3 separate regions of the Mus musculus genome follow, and all the other regions are linked to region 1. Evidence: chromatin contacts called from public promoter capture Hi-C data. All regions are on one chromosome and are shown on one strand. Each heading gives the region's core, a stretch centred on a gene start, on an enhancer-like site or on the middle of the called end of the contact. The rest is flanking DNA. Distances are from core to core; before and after follow the strand shown. Region 1 has its middle 11 kb from the start of Mir5124a. Region 2 has its middle 210 kb from the start of Gm32243. Region 3 has its middle 280 kb from the start of Gm32243.

Evidence for each region. Promoter capture Hi-C pulls out the DNA fragments that hold promoters and counts their contacts.
Region 2: a promoter capture Hi-C map of liver shows a contact between it and region 1, with 8 times the contacts expected there. The contact joins two enhancer-like sites. A contact is called at or near these places in 3 of 39 promoter capture datasets (hippocampal neurons and liver) and 1 of 484 Hi-C or Micro-C datasets (liver).
Region 3: a promoter capture Hi-C map of liver shows a contact between it and region 1, with 6 times the contacts expected there. The contact joins two enhancer-like sites. A contact is called at or near these places in 3 of 39 promoter capture datasets (cranial neural crest, hippocampal neurons and liver).

What each region holds. Positions count from the first base shown.
Region 1 is chr13:40,852,678-40,857,150 of GRCm38.p6, forward strand. No RefSeq gene overlaps it. Among named protein-coding and RNA genes, the nearest start is that of Mir5124a, 11 kb to the right of the region's middle. Within about 2 kb of position 2,099, at least 154 of the 459 cell types and tissues checked have an H3K27ac peak or open chromatin away from gene starts, as enhancers often do. A contact at or near this core is called in liver, where this site is marked.
Region 2 is chr13:39,437,571-39,441,928 of GRCm38.p6, forward strand. No RefSeq gene overlaps it. Among named protein-coding and RNA genes, the nearest start is that of Gm32243, 210 kb to the right of the region's middle. Within about 2 kb of position 2,956, at least 9 of the 459 cell types and tissues checked have an H3K27ac peak or open chromatin away from gene starts, as enhancers often do. A contact at or near this core is called in liver, where this site is marked.
Region 3 is chr13:39,367,635-39,371,778 of GRCm38.p6, forward strand. No RefSeq gene overlaps it. Among named protein-coding and RNA genes, the nearest start is that of Gm32243, 280 kb to the right of the region's middle. Within about 2 kb of position 2,702, at least 2 of the 459 cell types and tissues checked have an H3K27ac peak or open chromatin away from gene starts, as enhancers often do. A contact at or near this core is called in liver, where this site is marked.

The DNA.
Region 1 (4,473 bases), core at 849-3,348:
GAAGATCTTTGAGAGGCTGGAGGCCAGTTGTGGGAGGGAGGACCCTAACACATCTTTTAGCTCTCCAAACTCTAAGAGCATCTCATGTTGCAAACGGACTGTGACAATCTCTTCCTTATTCTTTCAGACAAGGGCAAAGTTACAGATTTTAAGAGGTAACTGTCACTCTCTGGATTTTAAAATGCACATCAATCTCTCTCTTCCAGAATATCTCCTGTGAAGCTCGAACTTCACTCAACCAATAACAGGCTAAAATGAAAAATGAACCCTTGAACCAAGGGGCTAGTGATATGGCTGAGTGGGTAAAAGGGCCTGTAGCCAAACCTGAGGACCTGAGTTCAACTCACCAGGACCTGTATGGTGGAAGGAAAAGCAGTTGTTCTCTGACCACCACACACATGCGCACGTGCACACACACACCATGAGAGTGTGCATGCCCACGTACACGTGTGCACACACACACAATTTTTTTTTTAAAGAAAGGAAGCAACCCAGGACCCTGTAGAGTTACAAGTGTGTGAGGACTTTCCTTGTTATTTTAAAGATCAAGTAAGCAAATTAACATGTCCTTCCTTCCTTCCTTCCTTTCTTCCTTTTTTCCTTCCTTTCTTTCTTTCCTTCTTTCTTTCTTTCTTTCTTTCTTTCTTTCTTTCTCTTTTTTTTTCTTTTCATTTACTTCGGAGAAAAACTCTCATTATGTAGCTCATAGCAGCCTCAGACACTTACTTAATCCTCCAGTGTCTGTCTCCCAAGGGCTGAGATGACCCCTGTGCCTTTGTTGAAACTTAGTCGACCCTCTTTCCTCAATTGATAACACCTTAGCCAAACAGAGAACAAAGCACCAACTGGCTCATTGCAGACTGGTCTGTAAGACACAGGGAGACTGGCGTTCCTGGGCTTGGCTACCCTGCAGCAGGATGGACCTTGTTTCTTTGACCTCTAATCTACAGGGAGGTGATACTCCTTGGCACTCTTCTTAATGCAGGCTCAACCTAATATAGAACTCTACCCACAGAAGCTGTGGTTTTTGTTTCCTTAACTTCAAAATCAGATTGTGAAATTGATCAGGAATAGACCCCATACTAATACCAGTGTCTAAGATATACCCAACATGTAAAAATATATCCACCCTTACAAAATACGTGTGATGGCTAGTCTTGGTTCTCAACTTGAAATATCTAGAACAGAGAAACCTCAGTTAAAGAACTGGGTGTCTCAGACTGGCTGGTGGGCATGTCTGGGAGCAGTTTCTTGATTGGTAATGATGTAGGACGATCCAAAATACTGTGGGTAGTACTATTCCTAGGCAAGTGGGCCTGAGCTGTACAGGAAATATTGCTAAACAGGAGCCCAGGAGCAAGGCACTAATGATTATTCCCCCATATTCTGTACGTCATTTCCGGTCTCCAGGTTCCTACTGGAGTTCCTGTCTCTTTTTTACTTCATGATGGACTGTAAACTAAGATGAAATAAACGCTCTCCTCCCCAAGTTGCTTTTTGATCATGACTTTTATAAACAACAACAGAAAACAAACTACAACAGCATCCAACCTAAAACTATAAATACACTCGAACCTGTTGATTTTCTGCAACAAAGCGGGGCTGTCAAAACTCCTGTGGTCTGGGGCTCACCTCCTCGCTAAGCACTTAGCCCACAAAGCCTGCGATGGCCGGACACATCAACACAGAAGGGCTCCGGATCTTTCAGCCCCAGCTCCAACCTTGTTCCACCTCAGTTACCTATCTTGTCTGAACTTGACAAGACCCGCTTCATTTCTCCTTCCCTACTGCCCTGTTTCCCGCCATTTTAAATTAAACCCTAGAACCTGATCATTTTCTACCCATCATTCTTCCCGGTGACTTCTCTTCAAGGTCTAAAATTAGCTTGGACACCACGGAGCAGCCATGAGCAGGGTGTGATAGCTGCCTTGCCGCCAGTCTTCCAGTAGCCCCAGGATCGAAAGGGAAAAAAAATTCCTTAAGACTCATGGGTGACTAGCTACGAAAGGAAACCCACATCCAGAGGCTGTTTAGGGGAGTCCTCACCAGACCGAGATAGAGGGGTTGGGAGGAACCTGTCTTCTCAAATTACACCCCGCGGGAGCTAAGAACAGGAGAACACGTGACTCTTAGAGGCTCCGAGCTTGGGAAGAGCCTCCTCCCTTCACCCAATCCAGGGAACTTTTTAACCAGGCTCCCTGGCTATTTTAAACCCCTGGTGCTTCAGGCTGTTTCCTGTGACTGCAAACATTCGGGAGAGTGAGACAGGGCTCCGAATTCAACAATAGTAAAAAATTAAAACTGTAAGGGTTTTTTTTTTTTTTTGGGGGGGGGGGGGGTTGGTGGTGGTAGGTTTTTTTTTGTTTTTTTTTTTTTTAAGGCAGGGGGATGGAGAGCAGGAAATGAACGCAGGAAGATGCCTGTGAACTTCATATTTAAAAAATGAGTTTGATGCAGGCTTTTACCAGGCATTCCTAGATTCAAAAAGTTCCACCAGCTTATTTGGTTTCTAATTTGGGCCCAGAGGTGATGTCATGATAAAATGAGTTGTGGGAAATCCACATTTCATGGTGGTACAGGTGAGACTGAAGTAGTCCCTTTTCACAGGCACTGGCGTAAATTCAGTCCTCAGGAGCGTTAACTTGATGTAACAGAAACTGGTTAAAGTCCTTCAGGGAGAGTATGCCCTAAGGTAGCAGCGATATGTTCCATTGACCTCTGAAACAAATACATGCTCTGAGAATTATTGAATAACCAGCAGATCTATCCTGGTTCCTGATTTTTTTTTTTTTTTTTAATCTGGTCACCTCCTGGATTTGGAACGCTGGGCATCAACTTTGAGCTAATGGCCAACCTGGGTTGAGCTTTCTCTTTCCCCCTTGGGTCGCTCATCGCCCTCCTATTGGGCAAACATAGAATTCAGGATATAGAATGGTTACCTCTGGGGCAGTGAAGAGGCTCCAGAAAGAAAGAGCCTTCAGAGATGGCAAAGAGCACTTGCTATGCTCACAGAGGACTAGGGTTCAGTTGCTTCCACCCACAGGGTAGTTCACAGCGATTTGTAACTCCAGTTTCAGGGAATCCAACAGCCTCTTGTGACGATCTCCAGCCCCAGGAGTGCTCATGGTACACATACATAAATGCGGGTAAGATACTTCTGCACACTAAGTAGAAATAAATCATATATAATAATGCTCATTTTTTTATTATTTATGGGTGGTGTGTGTATTGTGTGTGTGTGTACACATGTATATTGTATGTACTTCTATGTGTATATGGAGGTCAAAGGACAATCTATGGGTAACTTCTCTCCTTCTCTCATGTGGGTCCCAGGAACGGAACTCAGGTGTTGTTGACACATGCCTTTCCTGTTGAGCCATCTTCTCCCCAGACCCATACTTATTCTTCTTAAAACGACTAGTGTTACCCAAAACAATACTGTAAATAACCACAGGCATTTCTAGAAGGATCCTTGTGGCATTTCAGGTGAGGCACAAGGTTCTACTGATTTTTTTTTTTTTTTTTTTTGGTTTTTCGAGACAGGGTTTCTCTGTGTAGCCCTGGCTGTCCTGGAACTCACTCTGTAGACCAGGCTGGCCTCGAACTCAGAAATCTGCCTGTGTCTGCCTCCCAAGTGCTAGGATTAAAGGCGTGCACCACCATGCCCGGCTCTACTGATGTTTTTGACAAAATATCAATCTTTGGATTTACCAATGAAGCTCGGGAGCCTGATGCTGGGGTGAACACCTGCCAGCTCAGAGAGGCGGAGACCAAACCCAGCTGACTTTCCTCCTCAACCAATGCCCCAGAAGCCATGCTCTATCTCACGCTGTCTCAAAAAAGTCAGGGTGTCCCTCTCTCCTACTTCCTGTTTGTCTCTCTATCCATCCTCCTGACTTTCCCTTACTCTCTACGGTTTTTTTCTCAGTAATCTTATGTTCACTTCCTCTCAATTGCTCTGCCTCTATGACTGACTTTATTTAATCCTGTTTACAGTATTCAAGAGAGAGCTCTTAGACTAAAGGTGTGTGCTAAGGTTGAGCCACGGCCCAACCCAAACTAGGTTGTTGGACTTTTTGTTTGTTTGTTTGTTTTTTCCAGTAAATAACTCTATCTCCAGATTCACCGGGTGACCAAGTATCCTACAACTCTCTAGCTGCAACCAAGCACCAGCTATCACCTCTATGCTTTGTAACCAAAGCCAGGGAGCTGCAAAGTCTAGAAACGGTGAGGGAATTACTGCTGCCCTTGATCCTGGAGTGTCTGTGAGGGGTTGAATGAGGCTAAGATTGAAGTGAGGGCCAAGTACAAAGCTGACGTCATCATCTAGATAACCTAGGAGACAAGACCGTGGGAATGGTTATACCAGTTCAGGCAAGCATAATTAGGCGTTGACATCTGCATTTATTCTCCCCCGCACCCCCGCAGTCAAGTTCATTTGAGGTGTACAAGGTCTACCTGGAGGGATTCGAA
Region 2 (4,358 bases), core at 1,706-4,205, 1.4 Mb before region 1:
ATTCCAGGGGGAAAATACTTAGTGTCTCTGCCACTAAGTTATAAAGAAGCAAAAGAAACTGAAAAGCTCGCATCCCAGAAACAAGTCAAACATGGCTGCCTCCAGAAGAGGGCTGGGAAAGGTAAGAGGCTCCATCCAGCAGACTTGTTTTTTATCTGCATGATGAAGGCACATTTTTCTTCTATGGCAAACATCAGACAGGTTTTCTTAAAACCGGTCAGAAAATATTTGAGTGTCTAAGTCAGAGAGACTCTTCTAGAATGCAACTCGCAATAGTCAGTCCTTCTGTCACCTGACAGGCTTCAGGGATCGAGGAACTGGTGGAACAAAAGGACGCTGCTGTGACTACCACCGGTTCTGGTGCTTGGTTGTGTTTGTTCTTTGGCTACCACTGGTGCTGGTACTCAGTTCTGTGGCATGGGACATCTTCATCTTCTTCCAGCAATCACGATAGAATTTGAAGCAAACTTATCTCCATGTGAGTCAGGCAAAGTCTCAGGCCCTGCACTGTCCTTGATGGTCTTTGTGAATGTTGTTGCTAAATAGGATTCCATTGGAATCTGTGTGCAATCCTGAATCTAAGATTGTTTTATGCCTCTCCCCTTGGTACTGCCCTAAAAGTTATTCCTCGTTCTCTATATTATCACTGTTGTCTTTTCTGGTCTTCCCTCTGGGGCATTAGCCATTTGGTTCATAAAGAAGAGACTGGGTTTGGGGGCACAGAGAATAAAAATAAGAGGAAGAGGAGGAGGAAAAAGAAGAGGATCAAGAAATAAAGCAAGAACCGGGCATGGTGGCACATACCTTTAATCCCAGCACTTGGGAGGCAGAGGCAGGCAGATTTCTGAGTTCAAGGCCAGCCTGGTCTACAAAGTGAGTTCCAGGACAGCCAGGGCTATACAGAGAACCCCTGTCTCGGGGGAAAAAAAATAAAGAAATAAAGCAAGAAGAACACAAATAAAAAGAGCAGAAGGAAGAAAATAATGACAGGAAGAAGAGGAAGAAGAAGGAGGAGGAGGGGGAGGAGATGAAGAAGAAGAAAAAGGAGAAGAAGGAGGAGGAGAAGAATAAGAAGAGGAGGAGGAGAAGAAGAAGGAGAAGAAGAAGAAGAAGAAGAAGAAGAAGAAGAAGAAGAAGAAGAAGAAGAAGAAGAAGAAGAAGAGGAGGAGGAGGAGGAGGAGGAGGAGGAGGAGGAGGAGGATAAGAAGAAGAGGAGGAGGAGGAGGATAAGAAGAAGAGGAGGAGGAGGAGGAGGAGGAGAAGGAGAAGGAGAAGGAGAAGGAGGAGGAGAAGAAGAAGAAGAAGAAGAAGAAGAAGAAGAAGAAGAAGAAGAAGAAGAAGAAGAAGAAGAAGAAGAAGAAGAAGACAATGAAGAAGACAATGACAAGAAGTGGGGTCTTTTGTCTTTTTTCCCCTGGAGGCTAACCACTACTTCGCTGTGGCCCTGAAAGAGCATGTTTCTGTTCCCGACCATTCCACAACCTTTCCCTTGAACACCTAGTAGACTTGTGAATAAAGTATGTTAAGAATGAACTTTCCTTGTGCCCTGAGCCCTTACCTGTAAAAGGTACCGAAAGGGATCCTTAACAGTCTCACTTACTTCCTTTGTACCCATTTCTCAGATGTGTACCCTGTGTAGGTGCCAGCTACACTGTGGCCATTGGAGTAACCCATTTCTTCCCTGTTTATTCATCTTAGTTGCCATGGGGTATTAACTCTTAACTGAGTTCTAGAAAAGACAATATTGCAGAAAATTCCTCTTCCTGCCAACTTCATATAATGAAGGCTAAGAGTCTCCAATAGGACACCAGTAGGAGATGGGACATAACTAGGTTAGCAGAGCTCTACTCTCAAGAATGAGATCAGCCTGCTTCTTCCAGATTTTATCTGCAAGGTCAGAACACAGGAGAACTGTTTGTTCATAAGCTTTCTGGTTTTGTATAAGTTATGACAGTGGTCCAAGCTGAATAAGACAGGCCACGCTTCTCATGAGGTGTAGAGCAATTCTCTCTGTAGCTTTCCACACATCTAGGAGATGATTCCAGGGAGATGGTCTAATTCTAGCTTCACACGCAATATTGTCTAACGAAAAGGAATACCGTGTCATTCATTCACTCTACAAAGACTTCCCAGGCACACCCAAAGAAAACTCCTTGTGAGTTTCCAAAGGCGTGGACTCCACGGTGAAAGAGTAATGTTCAAAATTCATTACCACGGCACCAGGAAGGAAAAGGAGTGGCCGCTAATCCCCATCTGAAGACCAGAGCAGAGCAGTGGTTTCAACCTCCCTAAGGCTGCAACCCTTTAAAACAGTTCTTCATGTTGTGGTGACCCCCAAACCACAGCATTATTTTCATGGCTACTCCATAACTGTAGACGGATTGTGTTCAAATCCCATATTTATTGCTAACTGATGGGAACTTAAGTAATGTAAGAGTACTGATTAGTTTTTGTCAACTTGACCCAAGCTTGATTCATCTGGGAAGGGGGCGGGGGGAGGGGCGCTCAGAAAATGCTTTCATCCCATTGGCCTGTAGGCAAGTCTGTGAGGTATTTTCATTAACCATGATTGACATGGGAGAGACAAGCTCACCTGGGCAGGTGGTCTGTGTTATATAAACAAACAAATTGAATGAGCCAGTGCAGAAGTCAGTAAGCAGCCCTCCTCCATGTGCTCCACTCAGTCCCTCCCTCCAGGTTCCTACCTCGAGTTCCTACCCTGAAGTCTGATGAGGAAGATTGGTGAGAGTAAAGAAACCTTTCCTTCCTCCTGTGTTGCTTTTGCTTGTGGTATTTATCACAGCAAGAGAAAAAAAAATTGTGTCTCACTCAGTCTCTCTAACTTTCGGTTTAGCTCTTTTTTTTTTTTTTGTTCAAATAGGGACACGGGTGACAATGGTCAGTTCCTAGAGTTGGGTGATCATTAACTATCATTGAAGCCAAGCACACATATAATATCCGAGGTTCTTCGGAACAGTAAAATGTACTTTGCGCTGTCCCTGTAAGGACTCCGAGCGCATGAACAGTAGGAAAGACTAGATTGGAATCTCTTTGACTTGTGTTCATGGGTAGTACATTGCCCCAGCTCATAGGTATCAATTACGTATGGGGATACCTAAGTTTGTTTTCCATTGCTGGCTACGCAGAGCGGAAGATGTGAAACCCGCTTTGATTAACCAAGAAAACCTACGTGGTTGTGAGTACGTGGAAGATGACATCACATTCTGGATTAAAATGGGGGTGAAGATGAGGGGGCAGGGGAGGGGTTTCAGTAAGTTATAGATCAAAGCTACTCAGTGTCCTGAGGACACATCGGCTGTAGAACTCACTTCTTCCCTCAAAAAAATAGCTGTGGCAGTGTTAAGTGCCAGCTTGGAGTTTCCAGTGTGTATTTTCTGGCCAGGGGTATAATTTTTATTCCTGTTTATTGACTAAGAGCTGCTCCATTTGCTGAGCTAACCACGTCGTGAGGCCGTGGGGCGCCTTGTGGTTTCGCCTGCAGTACACACAGCTCTCCCATAGATGGCGGCATTTCACAAACAACCTCCCATGGCAGCCTCCTAATCTGTTGACAGGATTAGGGACCCCTGTTGTTTTACAGGAAGTAAATAAATCCTTCTGGTATTCTGAAAACCTCAGAAGTGTTTGCGAGTGGTAAGGAATTGTTTATTCTGTGGCAAATGGTATCAAATGAATATTTACAGCGTTTAAAGCAATTATTCCAGATTGAAGTGGACCCCTGCTAAAGCCCAGCCTGTTCCCCTTGCCTAGTTTAGAGGCTCTGCTACAAACGCCCCGCAAATATTTGTGTTTTGTCCACCGAGTTTCTGGCTGCCATAGGTAGGAGTGAATCTCTGCCCTAAGAAAACGGGGATAGAGATGGTCTTCGCTTTCTAACCAGATGTAGAAACTAAAACAAATTCTCAAATCGTGTAAAATATAAGGCATACGGTGGTGTAACTACAGAGAATAAACAGAATAAAAGATATGCATGCAAGGAAGAAATAACCAAGTAGTGGGTATGTTTAAGCAAAGGGTTAAAGCCAGCTTCAATCCATTGACATTCTCAGTGTTGGATGATGTTAAGGTGTCTGGTCATAAGCTGGGGCGTGGCTTTCTCTTTCTCTTTCCGTTTCCTTTCTCTGTTCTTCTCCACTCACCTCCTCCTCCCTCCTTTCTTCTTTGTCCGTATTCCCTAAGATAGATTGTCCTTGTTGTTATTTGTTTGTTTGTTTGCTGTCACCCAGACTGACTTCAAACTCAGTGTCTTCAACCCTCAGCCTCCAGAGACAGAAATTTCAGACCTAAAATACCAGAGAAAGTTCACTTTCGTTCTTATCCACGTGTCTTTGCGTGTA
Region 3 (4,144 bases), core at 1,452-3,951, 1.5 Mb before region 1:
TATTCAACTCTTTCTCAAAATTTCCTAGCTGCTCTCATTTCGCTTCCATTGGCTGCACAAGCTTGTGTTTTCTCCCTCATGACCCCTGTGCGTACAAATCCACTTACATTTTAATAACCTAAGATAATATTTCCTCAGAAAACTTCACCCACTCGGTGCTCATTTCTCCATGAATGATTAATGATGATAATTTATATAGAATCTTCTACTGAAAAGCACATTAAATAACAGCGTTGCCAGTGCAGTCTTCCTCGTATCTCGTTACCCTGGAGAGCAATGTTTGGAATTAATTCTGCTATTTTACCAGTGGCCAGTCTTCAATGTCATCTCTGTGTAGAAAAGGAATAGGATAGAGGTACACATTTTAAAAGATACCGTTGTTGACTGTCTTATCTTTATTCCCAGAGGCCTTATCAACTGGTCATTAACAACTGACCTTCTAGAAGCAGCAGACTGCGATAGATGCTAATTCAACTGTGTAATCCTGGACAAACGGAGTTTTCCGTGTCTGTTTCTTCCCAGAGCTGGTGAGAGAACTGATGGATTCGGGGCATAGGATGTGCTGATGAGTGCGCTTAGTAGGTTTTAAATATCCAAAGGTGTTATCTACAGTGCTTAAGTGTTGGCAATTTCCAGAGGTCAGGGAATCATCTGTCTCCTTTCCACCAAAACGAATCTCATGCTTCTCTTCCCTTGCCACCTCTTTGCATTCTGGCCTGAACACCTACGATTACAGAGTGTACAGAACTGGAGGACATAATGATTAACAACACAGACAGACAAAAATGATATTTTCTCTTATACATGATACCTAAAAACTTTACAGTGAAAGCTGAATAATGACTAATAGATGCGAGGGGCATTGGGGTGGCAAAGAGAAAGTTATATTTGATAAGTGCATATTGAATATATGTATTGAAATATCACATGGATCCCATTAATAGTGATAATTAATATTTATTGATTTTTTTAAAAAAAGAATTACTTTTCTGCTTTTCCGATTGTGTTATTAGATCAGGCAACTGGAGCTTACCTCCCTTAGTCACCCAGTATAATCAGTATATATATATATATGCTAGCCAGTGAAGAAGGAGGGTAAAAAAGAAGAAGCTACAGTTCGAAGTTTTATACTTTCAAAAGTTTCCAAATTACAAGCTTATTTGGACATAAGGAGGTAGAAGCCAAGATATTTCTCCGTGCTGAAAAAGATGATGTCAGTCACGCAGAAGAGGAAGCCCCATGAGTGTCAAGTGTAGGCTTGGTATCATCACTGGCAAAGTCAAAATGGAGGGCATTGTGGAAATGGGTTATATGAGGCTGTGCATGTCAGAATGGTAGACATTCCCTGGTGTGTGCAGATGTGCTACAAATTATTCACTTCCCTTAACAGGAGGACTCATAAACACAGCAAAATGAAGAAGGGTAGGAAACAGTCAGAGCTAGCTCCGCATCACAAAATAAAGAGTTCCGTCTTTAGAGTCAGTTTTGGAAACTACTGATATGGGTGATGTTCCTGCAGAGTAATGCTCACATCGTTGGGAAAATGGATTCATCCAACTGGTGCCTGTTGGTATTGTATGACTACATGCCACCACCGATACCTGCTTTTAGTGGTGGATCTAAAATTTCAAGCTTCTACGAACTGTTTAAGACCTAGGGAAATAAACCCAGAGGTGCCTCAGACTAACTTCCTACAGAGACACAGAGGGCGGTTTGCATCCACGCGGCAGCAAACCTGAAGTGTTACAGATCTACAATTTCCTTACTCTGTATTTAGTCCAAATTCTAGACTCCTGTGAATAAGTTAGTTTTCCGTTCTTCCTTGTGTTTTGGATGCAGATTCCCCTGTTATTGCCATTTAGATGCTTATAAATCCCTCCATACAAAGCAACTCAGTCTAAACCCAAGCAAACGCTTTGTTCTCTACCTTGTGTTCGCGGGGCTAGCCAAGGGGAATGATAAAATCGCAACTGAAGAGTTAAAAGAGTGTTCACCGGTGCTGAGGGAATTTAGCTTAGTTGGAAAATCCGAGCGCTTAGCTTGCATCTACAAGACCCTGGGTTCAAGCCCCAACAACACAAAGAATAAACAAACAAACAAACAAAAAACCAAAAAACAAAAGCCAAAACAAACAAAGAAACAAACACCAGAGGTGTTCCATACATTCTTCAGTGGCAGGAGTTGGGGGCAGGCTCTTACCCTGGCTATAGATTACAATTAACCGTCAGCTTCCAAACGGCTGGTATTTGCTTTTTCTCGCTCACTGTTAGGCTTCTCCCATTGACTGAGTTAGCTGTCAACAGGGCTCTTTTGACTTCTCCCACCTCTGGTTGCTGCTCTTCCTGCACATTTCCATGCTCATTGTAGGATTGGCAGAGTAAGTCTGTGCGGTTCCTGGTGTGTGGAAACTTGGGGTCTCTCCGTGGGGAGGCTTCAGGTTTGAGACTGTAGCTCTGCTTGGATGGGAAGGGAAGGAGCCCATTAGTGTATCTCAAAGCCCCTTCCTTCCTTCTTGGCAGGGGTCGTTGCTTGGAGCCAGCAGGTGCTTAATGCTGTTAAATTTATGAGTAGCGAAAGCTGTTGGGTTTCTTAACATCTGGGTAACATAAATTATCAGATCTTTTTCGTTGGCTCGACATAGTTGGAAAGTGATTTTGAAATCCATGGAAAACCATTAAATAACCTTTTCCCGGAATGTGTTTATCTCTGAACATTTACCTCTGTGATTGTAGGTTGTCCCCAGATGAGCTGACAGAGCCCAGCCTGGCAGGAAGCAACAATGTTAGGAAAAACTAAGCCAAAATTATGTCCCCTTGAGATCCTTCTTAACACAAGGTGACCGCTCATTTACTCATTTCCAGGACTACTTTAAGATTCAGATCAGCTTTAATTTACATATTTATAGTTTATAACACATTTTTTTCTGGTTGAGAATTACCAATATGTGTAGAACCAACAAATGAATCTCTGAATGACTTCCAAAAGCTGGTTTTACTTTTAAACCAAAACTGATATTTTAATCTTTCCCTTTGTTCCATTTCTTTCCCTTTCTCTGTCCTTTTATCATGATATTCATGGTATGCTAGCATGTTTTCACATGATATAGTGCGAACAGTTCTATGTTTATGAGAAGCTACTCTGGAAACTATCCTGGTTGCTTTTCTTTAAGGTCTCGATCATGAGCGAATTACATAAACAGCCATGGTCATCCTGTTCTTCTTCACAGTAGAATTTGTCACAGAAATCATGGGTGATAGCCTAGGGTCGGTTACATGTTACCCTAAAGGTTTTGCCGACAAAGTTTTAATATGATATTATAGAGATAGGCTGAGGACATTAATCTAATGTATGTGTATGTCTCTAACTGCATTTTAAGGCATTATATATCACAGCCGTAAAGATTCAATAAAACAAACACACCTGGCCTAGTGTGTGTACTATTCTGTACTTCCCAAGAAAGATTGCAATTAGATCCAAACTACATTTCAGTAATATTTTACTTTATTTTTGAAATGTCAAGTCTTGCAGATTTTCCATATTGACTACTTGGGAAAATTGAAAAGAAGTGTGTTTTTTTTTTTGTTGTTGTTTTTGTTTTTGTTTTTTTAGCATACCATTTTCTCTAATGTATGTGGAGGACTGCTTCAAATTGTGTTCATTTCCTGGCAATTTTAGGATGTTTTCATAAGAGGAATTCAAAACGCGTAGCTTTCAGATAGGATCCAGAATAAAGCTTTGCAACTGAAGACGGTTTTCTCGGGGTTTCTCCTCCTTGAAATAAGAACAATAATGTGCCAGAGACCCCAAAGGGAAATATATTGTTAATGGAAAAAATTGCCTTCATTCACTTCTTCTATTTAAGGGAGGCTCTTGCTGCCAGGTTATAATGAAAACATAAAGATCTAATACAAAACTGATCAGGAGAAAGAGGCAGGGGAAAGGAACCCAGAAAACACAGCTTCTTATCCAGATGCTAACATTCACTGGTAGCTTTGTGAGAAAAAAAAAAAAAAAAAAAAACCAAACAGCTAACAAAGCCCTTCATCCTCTCTGAGGTCCTTGCCCACAATCATGTGCAACACAGAACATTGCCAGACTGAAGGGCAGTGCATGTAATTTATTTAAACTGTGTTTATGCAGAATA